Linked DNA regions of Mus musculus: region 1 is linked to region 2. The links are chromatin contacts, called in public targeted proximity ligation maps. All regions are on one chromosome and are shown on one strand. The core of a region is the stretch at or near the end of the contact, and the rest is flanking DNA. Distances in the headings are between cores, read along the strand shown.

Evidence for each region.
Region 1: a targeted proximity ligation map of embryonic stem cells shows a contact between it and region 2, with 15 read pairs. A contact is called at or near these places in 8 of 39 promoter capture datasets (the SN4741 cell line, cranial neural crest, embryonic stem cells and 3 more), 20 of 484 Hi-C or Micro-C datasets (the 63-12 cell line, B cells, the G1E-ER4 cell line and 12 more), 18 of 130 datasets of targeted methods (the NIH/3T3 cell line, craniofacial prominence, embryonic basal ganglia and 9 more) and 3 of 9 other capture datasets (embryonic stem cells, liver and pancreatic islet).

Annotation. Positions count from the first base shown.
Region 1 is chr19:7,368,218-7,375,052 of GRCm38.p6, reverse strand. Spindoc (spindlin interactor and repressor of chromatin binding) reads left to right here. Exons shown (of 6, transcript NM_001033139.3): 2 at 203-532; 3 at 608-757; 4 at 906-1,031; 5 at 1,199-1,396. Among named protein-coding and RNA genes, the nearest start is that of 1700105P06Rik, 11 kb to the left of the region's middle.
Region 2 is chr19:7,054,236-7,060,586 of GRCm38.p6, reverse strand. Macrod1 (mono-ADP ribosylhydrolase 1) reads right to left here and starts at 3,819. Exons shown (of 11, transcript NM_134147.4): 1 at 3,405-3,819. The coding sequence starts at 3,696.

The sequences.
Region 1 (6,835 bases), core at 4,178-6,677, 310 kb before region 2:
ATGATGCCTTTCAGCTCTAGAAGCTGGGGGTGGGACCATGACTAGATGAGAAGTAAAGGGATACGTGCAGTATCAGGCACCCTGTGTGCCTCATGCTGGTTGGCTAGGATCTGATGGGGGGATGGAACATTGCACAAGAATCACCCATCCCACACAGCATCATCAGCCCTGGCATCTTCACAGCACATTCCCCTTTCTGCAGTAACCCAACAGGAAAAGACGCCGCCACCTCGGCCTAACCTGCTGGAAGCAGGTGTTGAAGGCTGTGAGGAGCTCAAGCAGCAAGTGTCATGGGAGCAGGAGTTCCTGGTGGGGAACAGCCCAGGAGGCAGTGGACGGGCGCTGTGCATGGTGTGTGGGGCTGAGATCCGGTCCCCATCAGCAGACACTGCTCGCGCACACATCCTGGAGCAGCATCCTCACACCCTGGACCTGAGCCCCTCTGAGAAGAGCAACATCTTAGAAGCCTGGAGTGAAGGGGTTGCCCTTCTGCAAGACATCCAAGCTGACCAGCCATCCCTGCCCAGCCTAGGTAGTAAGGGTGAGGGCTGAGGGAGAAGTGGGGCCTGTGGGGGCCCTCGAGCTCAGTGGGCTTTTGCCCCCTCAGAGTCAGGCCAGGATGGCCAGCCAGACCCCATCTCCAACCCGGATCCTGTCAGGATGCCAGCAGAGATAGTGGTCCTCTTGGATTCCGAGGACAACCCATCCCTTCCTAAGAGGCTCCGGCCCAGAGGACTCCGCCCCCTTGAGCTGCCCGGTCAGTCAACAGGGAAGCTTTGGTTTAGTGGGACATCCTGTGCTAAGGGGCTGGGGTGGGCAGGTGTTATCAGGAACCTGAGGTTAAAGAGTAAACCTCGGGTAAAGAGTGAGTGGCCTGAAAGTACTAAAGTTGTTTTCTTTTGCAGTTACCCCTGTCATAGAGCAAGGGAATAAAAAGCCCCGTGGTCAGAGATGGAAAGAGTCCCCTGAGAATGAACCTGCTAGAAAGAAGAGAAGCAGGCATATGACCAAAATCTTGGACCCTGACCCAGGTGAGGGGACTTAGGGCTGCTGAGCCTGGCTGTAACACTGGAGCATGAAGTCCATGAGGAAGTGGACACCAGAGAACTTCTGCATGAGCTCGGCTGAAGCTTAGGGCTTGAGCCTTTGGGATCTGTCCTCTTCTACTCATACACACTTCTGTGTGGCCTTCTTCCAGACCCCCCGTCTCCTGAGTCACCCACAGAGACATTCGCAGCACCAGCTGAAGTCCGACACTTCACTGATGGCAGCTTCCCTCCTGGCTTCGTCCTCCAGCTCTTCTCCCACACTCAGCTCAGGACCACTGACTGTAAGGACTCTTCTAAGGACAGCAGAGCAGCAGAGGGCCTGCCCCAGCCACAAAACCCCTCTTCAGGTGAGCCCTGCTAGGAGGGGCCGGTGAGGAAAGCTGAGTCCCTGGATCACAGCCAGAGCCCAGATAGAGGTGCTGGGTGTTTAGGCCTTCAAGAGAAGGCCAAGGACAGGGGTTTGAATGCTGAGGAAGCTGGCCTCTAAGTGGGGCATCTCTGGCAGTGGTCATTAAGTTTTGCTAGGCCTTCCAACGCTTGGTGCTCAGCTCAGACCATGAGGCTGGAGCTCTGGAAGAGCTTCCGTCACTCTGGTGACAGAGGGGCCCAAGATTAAACAGGTGTGGGGACCATGGGCAAGTGATGAACATCAAAAGGATTCTCAATAATACAAGTGAACTTCCATTGACAGCTGCTGTTTGTGGTTATAACCTAGCCTACTGACTGAGAAACTCTTGAATATAATTCATTTGATCCTTATTAAATACCTTATAAACAAAGCATAACGTGGTTTCTAACACTTGAAAGTCTGAGACAGGTTTGCCACAGGTTGGAAGTAGCCTAGGTTACAGAGTGAGAACCAATCTTTACAAATCAGAACCCAAAAAAGCTCCTTCCGTAAGCTGTACATGGGGAGCGGGGAGATATCGGCTCATCAGGTGAAGATATGTGCTGCCAAACTGACGACTTGGCTTCAGTCCCCAAAATGAGAAGGAGAGAAGCAGGCTACTGAAAGTACCCTCTGACCTCCACGTGTCCATGGCTCACATATTTCCCCTCCCCAATTAAACTAAACCAAACAAACACATTTTTATTGTTTTTAATTTTTTTTGGTGTTTTGAGACAGGATCTCACTATGTAGCTTTAACTGTCCTGAAACTCATGATGTAGACAGAGCTGGCTTCAGTCCACTTGAGACCTCCCTGCCTCTGCCTAGGTGCTAGGATTAAAGGCATTCGCTACCCTGTCCAGCTCTGTTTGTTTTTGTTTTTGTTTTTTTGAGACAGGGTTTCTCTGTATCACCTTGGCTGTCCTGGAACTCACTCTGTAGTTCCAGAACAACTCAGAAACTCGCCTGCCTCTGCCTCCCAAGTGCTGGGATTAAAGGTGTGTGCCACCACGCCCGGCTCCTGTCCAGCTCTTTAATTTAGTTTTATTTTATAAGCTTTTTAAAAGATTTATAACCGGGTGGTAGTGGTGCATGCCTTTATTCCCAGTGTGCATACTGACAATCAAACTCCTGTGTACTTTTAAACACTGAGGCATGTCCACAGCTCCAGGGTGTTTCTGCTAACTTACAGTCCTGTACCATTATGGGGAAATGAAGACTGCAGTGCCCTCGGGGAGGCTAAGGCTGGATCCTCCCCTTGTAATGTTGAATTCAGATTACAGCATCTCAGGATAAGCAACTTGTGAATGAAGGATTGGTTGTTGCCGGGGAGTGCTTAGACCCTTGTCCCATAAAGTTAGAAATGCTTCATTAATATGCTTTTGGTGCTGGGATAAGTAAACCAGCTAATAGGCAACCATAGACCTGGCATGGGGCTTGCAAAGAAGAGGTAAGCTTTCAGTATGGAGGCAAGCAAGCATGTGATTTCCCTTGTCCGTAGTGCCCACTTTTACTCGTTTGGTCATATCCTTTTTCTTCATCAGAAGTCTGTAGAGGAGTGCACTATGTGCCTCTGTTTACCTAAATGGTCTTCACTCTTAAGACAGGCCTCACTCATGTACTTCCTTCAGTCAGTTACATTCCAGTGTTACTTCCTGGGCAGCCATATCCTCCTTGGACTTGCATGCTTCTGGGCCTCCTTGATCAACCTGGGGCCTTCCGCCTTCACAGATGAAGGACTCCTTCATCATGAGTCTTGGGGTATCCTGTGCCCAAACTACCTATCTGGGATGGTGAGTTGAAGCAAACTGGGTCAGGGCATCACAGGTGGTGGCAGAGGGAGAGAATGGGACTGAGGAGGTAGCAGTGTGTCCTGGTACTGTCATGGTATATGGAACCTTGTCAGAGCAAAGCCTCTGCTGGTTTCTTGTTTGGGGACCCAGAGGTTTGACAGCTCCAGGGTATTCAGCTTTCATAGAAGTAAAGTTCTACCCCAAAGAAAAGATGAGTAAAAATCATAGACACAGAAACAAGACAAGCTCACTGGCGTCAGCTTTGCTGAACTAATGGATATGCATATGAAGCTGCCTGGGAAAACTTTCTGGAACTTTCCAAGAACCTTGTTTGCAACATGTGGATAAAGGAATTTACAAAGCAGTAGAGAAAGTAAACTGATGTGTCCACAAGTCCTTCCAGGGGAGAGGGGTGGTAAAGGCTTTTTATTACTCTGTTGACCCAGTTTGCTTAGAACACATGATTCGTGATTTTCTTTGCTCAGCTCCCCAAGTGCTTACAGTACAATTGTAAGCCACTGTGTGATACCTGGCTTTTGCTTTTTTTTTTGAAACAGGGTCTTCTATAGCCCAGGCTGGCTTTAAACTATGTAACCAAGGCTGGCATTGAATTCTTGTTCCTCCTGTGTCCACTTTTCAAGTGCTAACTCGGGAAGCTGGTCACCACAGCCACAGGCAAGGTATCTCCAAGCTGAACTGAGCAGGAAGGCAGTGAGAGGAAGTGCGGTGCTGCACCTGCAAACGTGAGCCTCAGAAGGTTCTTTGGTTTGGCTCACTTTTATGTCCTCAGCACCTAGAATAGTATGGTGGGTGGGTTTTCTGTTTCTTTGTTTGTTTTAAGATTTATTTATTTTATATATGGGAATACACTGTTACTCTCTTCAGACACACCAGAAGAGAGGGCATCGGATCCCATTGCAGATGGTTGTGAGCCACCATGTGGTTGCTGGGAATTGAACTCAGGACCTCTGGAAGAACAGTCAGTGCTCTTAACCAGTGAGCCATCTCTCCAGTCCCCAGTATGTTGTTTTTAACAAATTGTTTGATTTTACCAATTCAGACTTGGGAGTGAAAGCCTGCTAGATGAGATCAGAGAGAGAGAGAGAGAGAGAGAGAGAATATACATCCCAAAAGGAAAGCTCTCCATCTCCACACTGTTGCAACCCCTCCCCCAAGTGAGTGTCCCTCCCTTCTCCTTCCTGTGTGCCTGGGTCCATCCTCCTGACTTCTTATTCTGTGGTAGTTTCCTAGCTTCGCTCCCTGTCACATCACTTGGTTGCTTGCTTCACCTCTTGACCTATGGTTAACTTTATTTAATCTTGTTTACAATAAACAGAAAGCTTTTGGATTATAGGTTTGTGCTAAGGCTAAGCCACACCACAATTAGACAGTTGTTTTGTTTTGTTTTGTTTTGTTTTCTGTAAATAGTCTCAGGGTTCAGAGCATAATTCTGAAACATTTCCCCCTTTTTTGTCTAATAAAAAGGAAAGAATTTAACTTTATCACAGTAACACTATTTATAGTACTGAAGCTAGTTCTGCCAGGCATTTCACAAAGTTCAGTTTGATTATATTTGGGAGTCTTTTTTATTTTATTTTATTTTTTTTTTTTTTTTGGTTTTTTCGAAACAGAGTTTCTCTGTATAGCTCTGGCTGTCCTGGAACTCACTCTGTAGACCAGGCTGGCCTGGAACTCAGAAATCGGCCTGCCTCTGCCTCCCGAGTGCTGGGATTAAAGGCGTGCGCCACCACGCCCAGCTATTTTTGGGAGTCTTAAGATTAAGTATTTTGTATTAAAAAATTATGTAAAACTTCATGTCAGTGTCCTATGAACTCAGTAGTTTGAATGTCTTGCGCATCACAATCTATTAAGTACACAAACTTTGTTTCTAGTTAACCTGTTTCAGACTCCAACCTGCAAGCACACAAAGGAAGCTAGATCAAATTTGTAGCGGCCTGCAACCACTTGAACTGGGTTCCCCTGAAAGGCAGGCTGGGGCTGAAAGAGATCAGACAGTGAGAAAAGAATGAGGCCAAGACAAACCTTTCTGTTCAAAGCCTTCGAAGTTTACTGAATCTGTATTTATAAAGAGGGTAGGCCCATCCCCCACCAGCCCATTCTTGGTGCCTGGAGCCAGCCCATAGGCGATCTACAGGGTGTGTCTCTGGAACATCTCACGGACCTTTCTGCAGGAAGCAGAGTCTTGGAGAAGAGCAAATAGAGCCATCCAGGTCAGAAGGCGTAGACCCTAGGTAATCTCCTCCTTAGTGGCAGCAAGGTCAAAGTCTGGATCAGCCTGCTTCAAGGCTGAGGGAGGCTACAAAACTTATTTCCAGAATTAGTGTTCTGTATAACTACTACATAATAATCTTACAGGTTTTGAGATAATATTTATACCTTCAGAAAAGCTTGCTTTTTTGTTTTCCGAGACAGGGTTTCTCTGTGTAGCCCTGGCTATCCTGGAACTCACTCTGTAGACCAGGCTGGCCTGGAACTCAGAAATCCGCCTGCCTCTGCCTCCCAAGTGCTGGGATTAAAGGTGTGTGCCACCACTGCCTGGCCAGAAAAGTTAAAAGTCAAACAAAGGTTATGAGATTAGTGGCCTTTATTTTTTTGTTTTCCTCTGTCTCGTATCAGGTGGTTCTTCTGATATGGGACAGAGATTTTAGATTTTCCTTTAACAAGCATTCCTGGGTTTAAAGGAGAGAGCCGTGCTTCAAATCCACAGCCAGCTTTAAGTTTTTTGTTTTGTTTTCGAGACAGGGTTTCTCTATGTAACCCTGGCTGTCCTGGAGCTCACTCTGTAGACCAGGCTGGCCTGGAACTCAGAAATCCACCTGCCTCTGCCTCCTGAGTGCTGGGATTAAAGGTGTGCACCACCACGCCCAGCTCTCAAGCTGCCTTTTACAAGTGGATTTTTAATTTAAATCATTGTGATCCTTATGTGCCTGCCTTCCAAGTGTTGGGATTAAAGGTGTGTGCCTCCTGAGTGCTGCAATTAAAGATTTGAGTCACTGGGCTTGAGAGATGGCTCAGTGGTTAAGAGCACTGACTGATCTTCTAGAAGTCCTGAGTTCAATTCCCAGCAACCACATGGTGGCTCACACCCATCCATAATGGGATCTGATGCCTTCTTCTGGTGTGTCTGAAGACAGGAACAGTGTACTTACATGCATAAAATAACTAAATAAATCTTAAAAAAGAAGAAAAGATGATGAGTCACTGCCTGGCTGTGGGTTCCTTGCAGTAGTCTCTGGTGTAATTTGGTTCTCCATTTTTTAGTGTTAAGGGTTTTCAAGTTTTTCGAATGCTTAATCTATTGTTCTTACTGACTTATTCTGAATTTGTTCACTATTTCATTGTTTTCAGAGGTTTTATTGGTCTTGCCTACATGAGCTAAATAAAATTTGATGTCTTTGCTAAGTTTTGCTAGGCTTTTGCCAGTTCTGGTCATGCCTCCCATGACCAGATGTCTTTGCCATTTATCTTCCAGTTAGTGGTTTTCCATTTTGATGACCATATAGCTAGAGCATCGCACACACACCATGAATCGAGTAGATATTTTCCTCTTGCTTTCCTAGTTGTTTGTCTCACAGCCAGTAACG
Region 2 (6,351 bases), core at 2,570-5,069:
GCCCCAACAAAGCTTCACAGCTCCACACCTGGTTTGATCCCCAGGAGCATATAAACCAGGCGTGTTAGATTACACCTGTAATCTCAGCATTTGGAATGATGTATAGGCATAGGCGGGAGGATCAGAAGTTCTAAGCCATCCCCCATTATGTAGGGAGTTAGAGGTCAGCCTAGGCCACAGGAGACACTGTCTCAAAAACAAAACAACAAAAGACCTACATGTTTCCTGATGAGGGCATCCAGCCTGGTGGCTGTCCTGATGAGGAAGATGAACGAATCCAGAGAAGCAAGCAGCCAGCGTGGAGGTAAAGAAGGAGCAGGCAGAGCCCTGGGCAAGGCCTCTCGAGCTGGACCGCAGCAGGCAATGGACACGGTGCAGATCAAACAGAGAACAACACCCCATCAGGAGATTCTGCTGGGGGGCCGAGCCCTTCCAAAGCACTGATGCTTGCCCTCCTACCCCTCACCTACCCTCCTGCTGTCTGCATGCAGCCTGCAGCCTGCAGCCTGCCTCCGGCTGCCTGAAATTATGCTTTGAATCTGAGCAGCCCCACAGGCTCAGGTCCAGAGGTGGGAGTTGGCTGGCAGGAGCTGATCACTGCAGGTCAGGTCTTGGGCCTCAGTTTTGCCTGGCTCTAGGCCTCTCGTCTGTCACTCCCTCCAGTCACCACAGTCCCACTTTCCCTTTGAGACAGAATCTTGCCAGGTAGCAAGGCCCTTGCTGTATAGCCTACACCAATCTCCATCTCACAGCAATCCTCCTGCCTCCACTTCAGAGTGCAAGGAGCACAGATATGTACCAGCATGATCTGTGCATGGGGATCCTCTGCAACCATGAGTCAAAATGAATCTTCCTTCTTCTTTCTTCCCTTACATGGGATTAGTGTGGTCTCTGACAAGCAAAAACTAACGTGTTGCTATTCTGATGAGAGTGGGCCGCTGAGCAACCCCAGGATTGTACCTTGGTTTTCCTGTAGGGTGAGGAGGCCCGGGAGTTTTCACACCCCCTGCTATTATAGTTTTTCACCCTAAACTGCCTACACATCAGTCTCATGTGAGTCAGTGGGCCAGTCTTTGACAGAAAATCCCCTAGGAAAGCAAGCATCTAGACATATCCCCTGTCCATTAGAGACATGTGTCAGGGTGGTCTGGTCTGAGTAACTTAGTGAAGCCTAAAGGCCCATCGGCAGAAGAATGGATATCCAAAGTGTGGTACACGAAGATGGAACCCTTCGCAGCAGAGGAAAAGGAGCATAAACTGTCATAATGCATCCGTGTGGATGACAGAGTGAGCTCCAGGCCAGCCTGGGCTATAGAGGAGAACTTTGATTATTGTTTGGTTTTTAGATACAGGGTCTCACTGTGTAGCCCTGGCTGGCCTAGAACTCACTTTGTAGACCAGAACAACCTGGAGTTTACAGAGATCTGCCTGCCTCTCCCAAGCGAGTGCGGGGATTTTAAGCTTGTGGTACCAACCCTTCTCTCTCTCTCTCTCTCTCTCTCTCTCTCTCTCTCTCCAAAAAACAAACTCTCTGAGGAGATCTCTGAGTTTGAGGTCAGCCTGGTCTGCTCTACATAACAAGGTCCAGGACATCCAGGACTATATAGAGACTCTCTCTCAAATAAACAAACAAACAAACAAATAAAAGGAAAATTTAGACCAGACCACCCCACATTTCCATGCCCAGAGCCTTCTGCCCCAGGTCACGGAGGCTTGGAGTGCCCACTTCCACACACTAGGTAACTGAAACCCGAAAGGCCTGCCTTGTCTCACCACTCAGCCCCTGTCACCACTGCCTTTGGGACTGCGTTTGGTCACAATGGGACCACCTCCTCCAAATCTAGCCCTATCTCCAGAACCTGGAATGCCCTTCCCCAGCTGGTTGCTTTACTTCAGGTCCCTAATGGGCCACCTGACCTTCCCAGCTCTTCATAGTGCACAGAGGACTATGTCGCCATAGTGTTTCTCCACTAGACAGACTCTTGCCTGGCCACTCACTGTTGAATCCTACAGCGCTGGTACCAATAGGGCGTGAGGTAAAAGTTTACTGAATGAGGGCCAAGGAGATAGACGGGTTAGTGGGTGGGTAAACGGAATTTGATCCCCAGAACCCATGCAAAGGCCTAAAAGCTAGCCGCAGCACACTGGCATCTCTAATCCCATTAAGCCCGGCGGAAATGGCAAGCGGAGATCAGACTCTCCAGAGGCTCAAGGACCAGCGCCCCTGACTCCCCGCTTGGCACAGAAAGGAAGAAAATAGCGTCTGTCCAGCAGCTGAGGAACCTCAGGTCCCATCAGCTTTCCCAGGTTAGGCTGGTTTTCAGGGTCACCAAGGAAAAGGGAGCTACGGGGAGAAGGGCTGGAATGTAGAAATAGACGCAGACGGTACACTACGTGTGGTACTGCCCCAACTCTCCTCCTCTCCCTGGGTTGCTGCTCTCCATGGGTAAGCAGGACTCTAAGGAAGAACACTAACTCCCTCTGCTGGAATTCTGGACGAGCCCCGCAACTCCCGGCCAAGGTTGAGGGAGTGGCAAGTTCTGATTGCTCCCAAAGAAGACTGTCAAGTGCTTTAGGATCCTGGGCAGACTTGCAACAAGGGAGAGCTCTCTTTTCTAAAAAGGAACCAATCTGAGGTTACCTTCAACCCCGCTTGACCCAGCCCCCATGGTCACGCCCACTAGCAGCCCAGCCAATGGCCTTAGCCGCTCATTGGGAGGAGGATCGGCCCGGAATAATAAGGGAAGCACTGGCGCTGAAAGGCAGGGGCAGCTGGACTGCCACTCAGGGCTATTTGGGGCTCTGCACTTTGCATTCCAGTTAGCGACTAGGTCGTCCGGGACCCGTGGCCCCTTCCTGGCATGCCCGTCCAGGAGGAGAAATACTTTCATTCTTGAGGGAGTCAGTGATTCTCACAAGCCCACGCCCGATGTCAGCCTGCTCTCCAAGTTCTATGATCCCAGTCCCTCAAGAAGGAGCAAAGTGCTGGCAAGGGGCCAGAAGCCAGCAGGAGGGCAAAACGGGCACCTACCATACTCCCAGAGAGGCCCCCGAGCTGCCATTCTTGGGGCTACCTGACCCTACCTGATAGGCCAAGCTTCTACACTTTGCCTTTGCACACTCCCAGCCTGACCTTGGGGAAGTGAACTCTGGCCCTAAGCCTCAGTTTCCCTCCTGTGCATGCATGGAGGAAGGTGGCAGATCCCAGAGGATCTGGGGGTGTGGGGGGTGTGGACTACCTGGGACCATTGCTGAGGTAAGGCCGCCTTCCCCACTCGTTTAGTCAAGGGGTAACCTGGTGTAGGAGCTGGGTATGGATGTGGGCTAAAGGGGTTCCCGAGTGTCTCAGTTGCTCGTGGAGTGCCTTTCGGCCGGGGAGACCCACGCCCTGCGCTCACACTTACATTTGGCCTCCTTCCAGTCGGTGGAGGTGCTCAGGTCCACCTTCGCGGCCATGGCCAGGGGGGCCCAGGTGCGCACCCAGGCTCCACGCCCCGCCGCCCCCCACGCCCCAACTCCCGCCGAGAGCCACGCGCAGTAGCCGTGCTCGCCCAGTGCCACCAGGGGACCGCACGCACTGCCACGGGGCCGCGGGCCACCCGCCGAGCGGCCGGGCCAGGGGCGCAGGGAGACCAGCAGCTGCCCCGCCGCGCGCAGCTGTGCCAGGCGGCCGGACACTTGGCTCTGCAGCGACATGAGCAGGCGGTGCCGGGCGGCTCCCCGCCCACTCGGACTCTATTTACGGTGCTCCGGAGAGTCGCGCTCGGTCCCTTATTTACTCTGGGACGAGAGTGGCGCGTGCCAGCCCGTGGCGACCTGCTTAGAGACCGCGGGCGGCGCGCCGCTGGGCACCCTGGAACTTGTAGTTCCGTCCCGGCCCACTGCGCTCACGCACTGGTAGCACACACGTGCGCACCCAGCCTGTCTGTGTCCTCCCGAGTGTGGCTGCAGCCAACCTTCCGAAGCTCGGTGATTCGACAAGGCACTCCGTGCGTGGGTTTTCCCGCCAAGTCGGCTTCTAGTTCTTTCCGCCTAGTTGCCGTGGCTCATAAGTAAACTCGGTCCTATCGCGTGTTTTGTAGGCATAGAGAGACCTGGACTTGTGTTGGTGCCTCCGCATCACCCAGCTCTGCTTCTGATCCACAGCAGCTGCACGTTCCAGCCTGCCAAGGTGGGGCGGGGGTGATAGGTGCCGCGGACCTATGTGTTAGGGTGGGGCAACTTTTCTGAAGAGCTCGACCTCCCTTAAGCTCCAAGAGCCAAGCAGCGCCGACTGAATTCCACAGCAGCTCACAAGACATTAGTGAGATTTGACAGGAAGAAACCTAGGTGTCAAATAGGCATGGTAAGGCATACTTACAATCCAGCATTCCAGAGGGTGAGGGCGGAGGATCTTAGGAAAGTTTAGGATCAGCCTGACTTACAAGGCAGCCACATAGCAAGACCCTGTCTCAGTCAATAGGTCAGTCTAACAATCAATATAAAAAAGAGCCGGGCAGTGGTGGCGTATGCCTTTAATCCCAGCACTTGGGAGGCAGAGGCAAGCTGATTTCTGAGTTCGAGGCTAGCCTGGTCTACAGAGAGTTCCAGACAGCCAGAGCTACACAGAGAAACCCTGTCTTCAAAAACCAAAAACCAAAAAAAAAAAGGAGAAAAGGAGAGAGAATATGGATCTATAAATGTGGGTGTATAGAAACACTAGAGTAGTGACCTAAGAAGGATAATTTTTTTCTTCTTTATTTTTCTCCTTTTCTTTTGTTGTTGTTGTTGTTGTTGTTGTTGTTTTTTTTTTTTCTTCTCGAGACAGAGTTTCTCTTTGTAGCCCTGGCTGTCCTGGAACTCACTCTGCAGACCAGGCTGGCCTCAAACTCAGAAATCTGCTTGCCTCTGCCTCCCAAGTGCTGGGATTAAAGGCGTGCGCCACCACTGCCCGGCTAATTTTTTTTTTCCTCATATTCCATAATGACATATGCCTGTAACCTGTTCCCGGTTAGCCACTACTTCATATTCAGTTCCACACCAGCCTGGCCTACCTGAGAGCTGGTTGTCAGAGCTACCCAGTGAGACTCTACATTTTTATTTAAAAAGAAAGCGGGGGTGGGGGAGGGATTTAAATCCCGGGGCTGGAGAGATGACTCAGCAGTTAAGATCCCTGACTGCTGTTCCAGAGGACCAGAATTCTATTTCCAGCCCTCACATGGTGGCTCAAAAATCTTCTGTAACTCCAGTTCCAAGGGATGCCACGCCCTCTTCTGGCCTTGCATGGAGTAGTGCACAGCCACACAGGCTGGAAAACACCCAAACACATTAAAAAAAATTTTAGAAATTGTTACTGTGAACCTTAATATCTGAGCCATCTCTCCAGGCCTTGCTCCCTAAACTTTACAAATAAAGATTTAGTTCCTGGGAAACAAAACAAAAAGGAGAGAGAGCAAAGCGAACGACCCTCCTATTGAAACCTCACCACCAACCTGGCAACGTAAACAATGCAGATTTCTCAGCTTATTTCTGAGACAAGAATCTGACGTGAGTCACCAGAATTGCATGCCTCTGGCTTCATCCCTTCCTGGAAGCTCTAAGGGAGCTTGTCCCAGGATTTTCCAGAGGTCACGGGCCCTTCCTGTAGATCCTCCAGCAGCCTGGCAGTGAGCCCAGGCTGCTCCTGTCTTTCATGTGGTGTGGACCATGCTCTCTGGTTCTCCATCTACCATTTCCCAGGCTGTGGTTACGCCGGGCCCCGTCAGCATCCAGGAGACAGTCAGTACTTGCCCACAATCAGCTGGTTTATAGCCGCCGTTTCCCTTTGCCAGAGGCCATCTTCACAGGTTCCAGAGTTTAGGATGTGGATGGCTTGAAGGGTTTTCACTTTGCCCTCCATCCTTCCAGCCAACGACTTAGTAGGGGACTCTAGGAAAAGGCAAGGTTCCACCGAAAAGTCATCTTGGGTCCTGAGAAGGCTGCCTTCTCCTTAGTGCCTGAACTTTATGTCCTTGAGTTTAGCTCCTGGAGCTCTGGATAAGTAGAAGCCCCGCCACCCAGTGCACCTTAGTTACAGCCTCACTTTTTTTTTTCCTTAAGCGAAAATAGATTTTGTTTTTTAGTTGGATGTGGTGGCACATCTTTTAATCCCAGCACTCTGAAGGCAGAGGCAGGGAGACCAGTTCCAGCTTGATCTACAGAGCAAGTCCATGAGTCCAGGACAGCCAGGGCTACACAGATAACCCTGTCTTGAAAAACAACAACAACAACAAGATATTTTTCATACAATATATTCTTTTTGTTTTGTTTTTTTGAGACAGGGTTTCTCTGTGTAACCCTGGCTGTCCTGGAACTCACTCTGTAGACCAGGCT